2 separate regions of the Mus musculus genome follow, and region 2 is linked to region 1. Evidence: chromatin contacts called from public ChIA-PET data. All regions are on one chromosome and are shown on one strand. Each heading gives the region's core, a stretch centred on a gene start, on an enhancer-like site or on the middle of the called end of the contact. The rest is flanking DNA. Distances are from core to core; before and after follow the strand shown. Region 1 has its middle 42 kb from the start of Fchsd2. Region 2 overlaps Fchsd2 (FCH and double SH3 domains 2).

Region 1 (3,277 bases), core at 346-2,845:
GCTGGAAGATCTCTGAGCTTGAACTACATAGCAAATTCCAGGCCATCATGGGCTCCATAGTGAGATCCTGTCTCAATCAATCAATCAATCAATCAACAACTAGTCAATCAATCAATCAGTTATAAATAGTGGTCCAGGGTAGCATGGCAGAGTCAAATATACTACTGTAAGAAAGAGGAGCCAAGAAAAAAGGGGGAATGGTTGAGAGTCCCCCAAACAGAACTAGGAGTCTGTAGCCTAGGTGAGGATCCAAATGAAGAGAAAACTGGATTCGGTACTTTTAGAAGAAAAGACTTGTCTTATGGGGGAGTTCCTGAAGAGAGACTGTGAAGGGGAAGGAACCCACAAAAACCTCTCTACTCTATGGCTTATACAAAAGCTGTGAACAGTAGCCATAGCTGTCAATCCTAGCACATGGGTGGCAGCATCAGGAAGAGTTCTGTGGGTTCAAAGCCAGTCAGTTCTAGGCCAACTAACACTCCATAGTGAGACCTGTGTCCAAAAGACCTCACTTCTGTGTGGGGAAGCATCATCTCGGTTTGCATATGTAATGATGCACTCATTGGCCCCAGCTGTTTTGGTGACACTGGTCTAGTGCAGGGGCAGTGAATAGAGCCACATCTTGACTCTTAACTCCTCCAGTGTCCTGTGTGGATGTGTAGCATCTGTGATGTGCTTCACAGGAAATCCAGCATGTGACAGTCACCAGGTAGAGAACAGTGGCCTTTATCCTTTCCATAGCTGGAGCTTGTTGAGTAAAGGTCACGTTGGTGTTCTGTGGCCCATGACCTTCAGAGCCTGTTGAGTTCCTAGGGCAGAGTGAAGGAAAGTACCCAAGGAGGGGGAAGCAGAAAGTCCTAGCACTTCGGCTGAATACCTTATATCTAGCCAGCCGAAGGCTGACTATATGCTGGGGCCCGGGAATCATGTAGGGATTTGGACAGAAACAAAGGAATCAGGGCCTGTCAAGGCTTTATCCATAGATCTGCAGCTCTGCTCCCCTCAGGATCTGCTTTGGACTAACGTTAGCATTCCACCCTGGAGCCAGGGACTGCCCACTCTAAGGCCTCTTTGTTTCTGTTGGAAGGAGGTCCTGCTACAGCCCTGATGGGTCAGTGCTGGGAAGACTCGAAATAGGGCAGAGAGTGAAGGAACTTTTAAAGTGTCTGTATTTTGCCAAGTCCTAAAATGGGCCCTGGAGTTCAAGATGACTCAACCCCTGCCCCTAGGGACACTTGTGTGCTGATGAGTGTATAGACTTCTGTGGGCAACTGGGCTTGGCTTGAAGGTGATCAGAGGAACCCCTACTCTAGGGGGCTGCCTAGCTACACCTACTTAGACCTTTTCTTATTTCCTGATGGATGGGGCAGCTTTGAGTTCTGTGTCTGGCTGAGTCTCCAGGAGGAGACTAAAGTCCAGATGGGGCAGGCCCTGATGGAGGTCCAGCAGGGTAAACCAGGTTTCCCACTTGAGCAGCCCTCTCTCTGATTGAAGGCAGCAGCTGGCCAAGTTTTGTAACGTTGCTTTCAGGAGCCTGCTTACTAGTCTGTCACTGCCTCCAGGTAGCTGCTTGTGTGTACACGTGGGTATGACAGTGTGACTCTACCCTTTGCCTATTGGGCAAGACCAGACCAACCCAGCAGGGCCACCTTCTTCCTCTTATTCCAGAGCTCAGAATGCTTTAGTTCTCTGGATACATCTCCAAGGACAAGCAACATGCTAAATTTCTCTGTTCCTGTTCTCCAATCTGCACTGTGTGTTTCTACAGAGCTTCTTTAAAAGGGGTTTCTCAGAGGCAGGGGAATGAGAACATGTGCCCACAGTACTCACCACTGCTCAGGGAACTCCTCTGACAAGTGTTGTTTGTAGGGGGCAAGGTGAAACAGGATCTCACTATGTAGTTCTGGCTATCCTGGAACTCACATAAGAGCCACGCTGGATCTCTCCCCACTCCCCATGTGCTGGGATAGGCATGTCCCCAAGTATCCAATGTATTAAGTGAAGTGAATGGGCTCCTGGAGGAGAAAACCCTAAGACTTCTAAGGAGAAGCTTCTAGAGAGACTCTAAGATACTCAGTGCTAAGAAGAGCAACCGGGGAACAGTCTCAAGCCTCTTTGGTCTTGGATAAGGCGAGGAAGTAGAGACTGTGAGGGCGAAGTCCAGAAGTTCTGACAGGGAGAGGGCGAGAGCTGAGACAGTTGATATGAGCAAGCAGACAGGTAGCCCAGACTCAGGAGCTCTACCTGGGAATATGACACTGTAGGAACCTTGGACCCAGATCATCGTAGCTAAAGGGGCTTCAGAGCCTGCTGCAGTTTCAGGGATGGGAAGATTGAAGTCTAAAGGGAGAGGGGCATGTCTTAGGCCATCTGGTGCATCAATAGCAGGGTCCAGCTTCAAGCTGGGGGCCTGTCTCTCAAGATAGACCATTTCCTGCCACACTCAAGCTTTGTTTATTTATTTATTTATGCTTACTTTCTATCACTGTGATAAACAGAATGACCAAAGCCAAGTTGGGCAGGAAAGGCTTATTCCAGCTTACAGTCTTTAGTCTGTCCTGAGGGCAAGTCAGGGCAGGAATACAAGGAACCTGGAGGCAGGAACTGAAGCAGAGGCCATGGAGGACCGTTGCTGTCGTTTGTTCCCCACAGCTTGCTCTGCCTGCTTTCTTTTTGTAGTTGTTGTTTTTTTCTGAGACATGGTCCCTCTATGTAGCTCTGGCTGTCCTGGAACTCACACACATCCCTGTGCCTCACCTTCTGAGTACTGAGATTAAAGGCATGTGCTACCAAACTAGGTGTCCATCTGCTTTCGTAGGCTACCTGCACCCACTGGTCAGGTGTGGCATGGCCACAGTGGACTAGGTCCTCCCACATCAATCATTAATCTAGAAAATGCCCTACAGAGCTGCTTAGAGGTCCCTCGCTCTCAGAAAACTCTAGCTTGTGCCATGGTGACACACAAACAGACCAGGACCATCCGGCCCCTCTGCCTTATATTTCAAATAACAAACTGAATTGCAGAAAGAAGCAGGTCTCTCCAGATGACTCAGTGAGAGCCACAAAACCAGCCACCAGATCCAAGTGTCCTGACCCCTCAGCCCAGGGCTGCTCCCTTCCCATCATTGTCACCTGGGGAGAGGAAAGAGCAGTCCCTTTTACAGAGTCCCTGTTATGCAACAGGCCTGTGACACACAAGGCCTTTCTTATCTGGATAACCTCAAAGGCAATTGCCTCAAAGGCAAATGTTTTTGCCCACATTAACAAATCGGAGAAA
Region 2 (3,277 bases), core at 202-2,701, 120 kb before region 1:
GCTCTGGCTGGCCTGGAACTCACTATGTATACCAGGCTGGTCTGAAACTGGTAAAGATCCATGTGCCTATGTATCTCAAATGCTGGGTTTAAAGGTGTGTACCACCATTCTGGGTATACTAACTTCCAAAAATTAAAGTTACTAGTATATTAGGCAAAATGTGTCAATTTCTTTTGAGTTTCCCAAAATGGCCCAACTTGAAATTAAGACTAATTAATGAAACTTTTTCAAGACTTAATGGGATAAAAATGTAAATACTTTAACACACATCAAATCATACTGTAAAACTATGTATCTATATTTACTTGAGCTATTTAAATGTTCTTACTCTATAAGCCTATCTGGCCTAGAACTTGCTACATAGACCAGGTTGGCCTTGAACTCACAATGATCTGTTCAGTCTCTTTCCAAAGTGCTGGAATTTAAAGTGTGCACCACCAACCCCAGCATAAGTGGTGCCTGGCATAAGCCTTATTCCCAAGAAGTATTTATTGAGCATTCTAAATTTCTACAAATTTAGATTATATTCAACTTTATCAGCTAACAAAACATTTCAGTTAAAAAGCACGTGGATCTGGGCAGTGGTGGCGCACACCTTTAGTCCCAGCGCTCAGTAGGCAGAGGCAGGCAGACTTCTGTGATTGTGAGGCCCTGGTCTATAAGAGCAATTTCCAAAACGGCCAGAGCTAAATCGAGAAACCCTGTCTCAAAAAGATAAAATAAAACAAACAAAAAAGGCACATGTTGAAAAATCCTGGTAAAATGCTACCCAGGAACATTTGTGAATGTTTAAAAGTCCTAAATTTTAAATGTAATTTAGCATAATCTTACTGATTATAAATATTAAAATACATATAACAGAAGAAAGAAAATAGAAACAATACCCGTTTTAGTTGCTGTTCTTTTAAGCTTCTTACTGCTCTTGCAGGTTCAGAAATGAAGTTTTTATAGTTTTCACATATATTGATCCGAGACTGGGCTACCTGCATTGTTCCCTCGAGAAAAGATTTCCAAACAGGATACATACTCCTAAATTCAAAGAGGGATAGACAAGTATTAGGCAGGGAAGAATAAGGGATTGTAGTTGTAGTAAGGGATTTTAGTTGTCTGTTATTAATAATGAAGTAGAACAGCAACATTACAGTTTGAGACAAAATGAAACTATAAAATGAGTGAGTGTTGTGGACTTTCAATGTCATGAACAAATGATATTCCTTCATTGTGGGTAATTTCCTATTTTACAGATAAGGTGAATAAGGCTCAGACTTAGAGGATAACTAGGTCGCTCAAGAATGTGCTGCACTGAAATGAAGATGAAGTCTGGACTCCTCTAAAGCGCATTCTCTTTCAACTACACTGCCTATTCAGCCAGAAAAACTGTACAGACCACTATGTGCCTGAGACAGAAAGAAGCCAGTGGCAGTGCTCTGCATCTGTCTCTGCTGTGACATGCCTGGCCAGCATGACACTGCTCTGGAGTTGCTCTGAGCAAATCTCACACCCTGCCTGATACTGTGCTGAGAACCTCTTGGTAAAGTCAATTTAGTCATCTTTTACTTTTTTTTGTTTAAGCCAACTTCTGTTTCAAACCATTTTTTCTCTAATTTACCAAAAGCTTTAGTCAGTTCTAGAGTTTTCTTCCATTATAAGCATATTTTATAACTTATAAGAATAAATGGCACTTCATTTTTTAAATGACATACACTAAAACTGATAGATTTACTTTCTGAATTCCCCTCATATCTAAAATAATTTTTCTATGACAATGACAGGATTATACAATATATATAAGATATAAACAGATGATAGTATTGAGACAGAAAAAGAAAAACCCAAGCTAGTTTGAGGTCATTCTGGTCTAGGCAGCAAATTCCTAGTCAGCCATAGCCACATGAGACACTGTCTCAAAAAGCCAAGCCAATCTAAAACAAATCAAGAACAAACCAAAAGCTTGATAAACAATGATCTTCAACCAATGAGTCTTAGGTATTACTCCATATAGTATATTCACCTGGTTTAGATATGAGCATATACTTGCTTCTTTGCAAGATTCACTGTATTGCATAAGCATAAAATCATGAATGGAGTTAATACAGCAGTCTTCCATGGTCTCCCTGCCTGACAATTGATAGGACTCATAAACTACCATACAGTCAAATAACAGATATTTTTCCTCAACATTGAAGAAAAAAAAATTTCAGAGTTTCTCTGTGTAGTTCTGGCTGTCCTGGAACTTGCTCTGGAGACTAGGCTGAACTTAAATGCAGAAATCCACCAGCTACTGTCTCCCAAGTGCTGGAATTAAAGGTGTGTGCCACCACATACCAGCTAAAAACAAGTATTTGTATAACACTGCTTAATTATAGAAAAATTAATTTTCCTATGAAGTGAAAACTCCATGAAAGAAGCGGAGTGATGTGCTTGTGGACAACTGTGTTGCAAACAGAATAGTATGTATCAGATTTAAAAAGGAATTCATGAATGAATATATACACATTTCATACGAAATGTACAATAAAGACAGGTCTTCTCACTAAAAAACATGCTTTGAAATTACTAGATTTCTATTAGCAATCATACCCTGGACAATGAGGTTCCTGCTATGAAAGGCATAGAATTTAGATACCAGCCAGACACTTGGGCTTAAGTTCTAGATCTGTTTGTTTGATATTTTGGAACAGGGTCTCATTCTGTAACCCTAGCTAGCCCAAAATTCACTATGAAGCTCAACCCAACATCACACTTGCCACAGTACTCTGGCCTCAGCCTCTCAGAGTGTTGGGAATTATAAGGATGCACCAACATGCCTGGCTCAAGTAATGTAACCATGTAGCATTGTTGGGGAATGTTTTTGTGCACCGTCTTCAAATGTTGATTTCTATACCCAGAGACCTGAGTGCAGTCCATATTTTATTGTTGTTATTGTGAAAGATTTCCTGACTCAGTATCTTGTAAAATACTGTTCTCCATCATCTTCTGATTGGTCAACAAAAAGCTGATCAGCTTATTAGCTGGGCAGTAGAGTAGAAGGCACAACTTCCATGCCTTGAGGAAGACAAAGAGGGTATCAGGTAGGTTCAGGAGTTGCTATAAGGATGAAGGAGGAGGTTGGGGGAGACCAAGATGGCAGATAATAGGACAGATGGCTGCAGAGTTGGCTGGGAAGCAGGCCATGCTAGCATAGTCAGGTTAGAATAATTCAGAACCTGTCCAGCTTAGTGCCTGACGCTTTTTAAAAAGATACTAGGTCTCTGATAAGTGATAACTTATCTCGGAG

The links. ChIA-PET counts read pairs in DNA pulled down with a chosen protein or histone mark.
Region 2: a contact with region 1 is called in an H3K27ac ChIA-PET map of liver, with 4 times the contacts expected there. The contact joins two enhancer-like sites. A contact is called at or near these places in 1 of 15 datasets of contacts at CTCF or cohesin (CD8 T cells), 1 of 484 Hi-C or Micro-C datasets (MC3T3-E1-derived osteoblasts), 5 of 115 datasets of contacts at active chromatin or transcription factors (bone marrow-derived macrophages, embryonic stem cells, fibro-adipogenic progenitors and 2 more) and 2 of 9 other capture datasets (adipose tissue and pancreatic islet).

What each region holds. Positions count from the first base shown.
Region 1 is chr7:101,065,094-101,068,370 of GRCm38.p6, reverse strand. No RefSeq gene overlaps it. Among named protein-coding and RNA genes, the nearest start is that of Fchsd2, 42 kb to the left of the region's middle. Within about 2 kb of position 1,595, at least 96 of the 459 cell types and tissues checked have an H3K27ac peak or open chromatin away from gene starts, as enhancers often do. A contact at or near this core is called in liver, where this site is marked.
Region 2 is chr7:101,184,140-101,187,416 of GRCm38.p6, reverse strand. It overlaps Fchsd2 (FCH and double SH3 domains 2), which reads right to left. Exons shown (of 20, transcript NM_001146010.1): 5 at 885-1,029. Among named protein-coding and RNA genes, the nearest start is that of Gm50587, 73 kb to the left of the region's middle. Within about 2 kb of position 1,451, at least 11 of the 459 cell types and tissues checked have an H3K27ac peak or open chromatin away from gene starts, as enhancers often do. A contact at or near this core is called in liver, where this site is marked.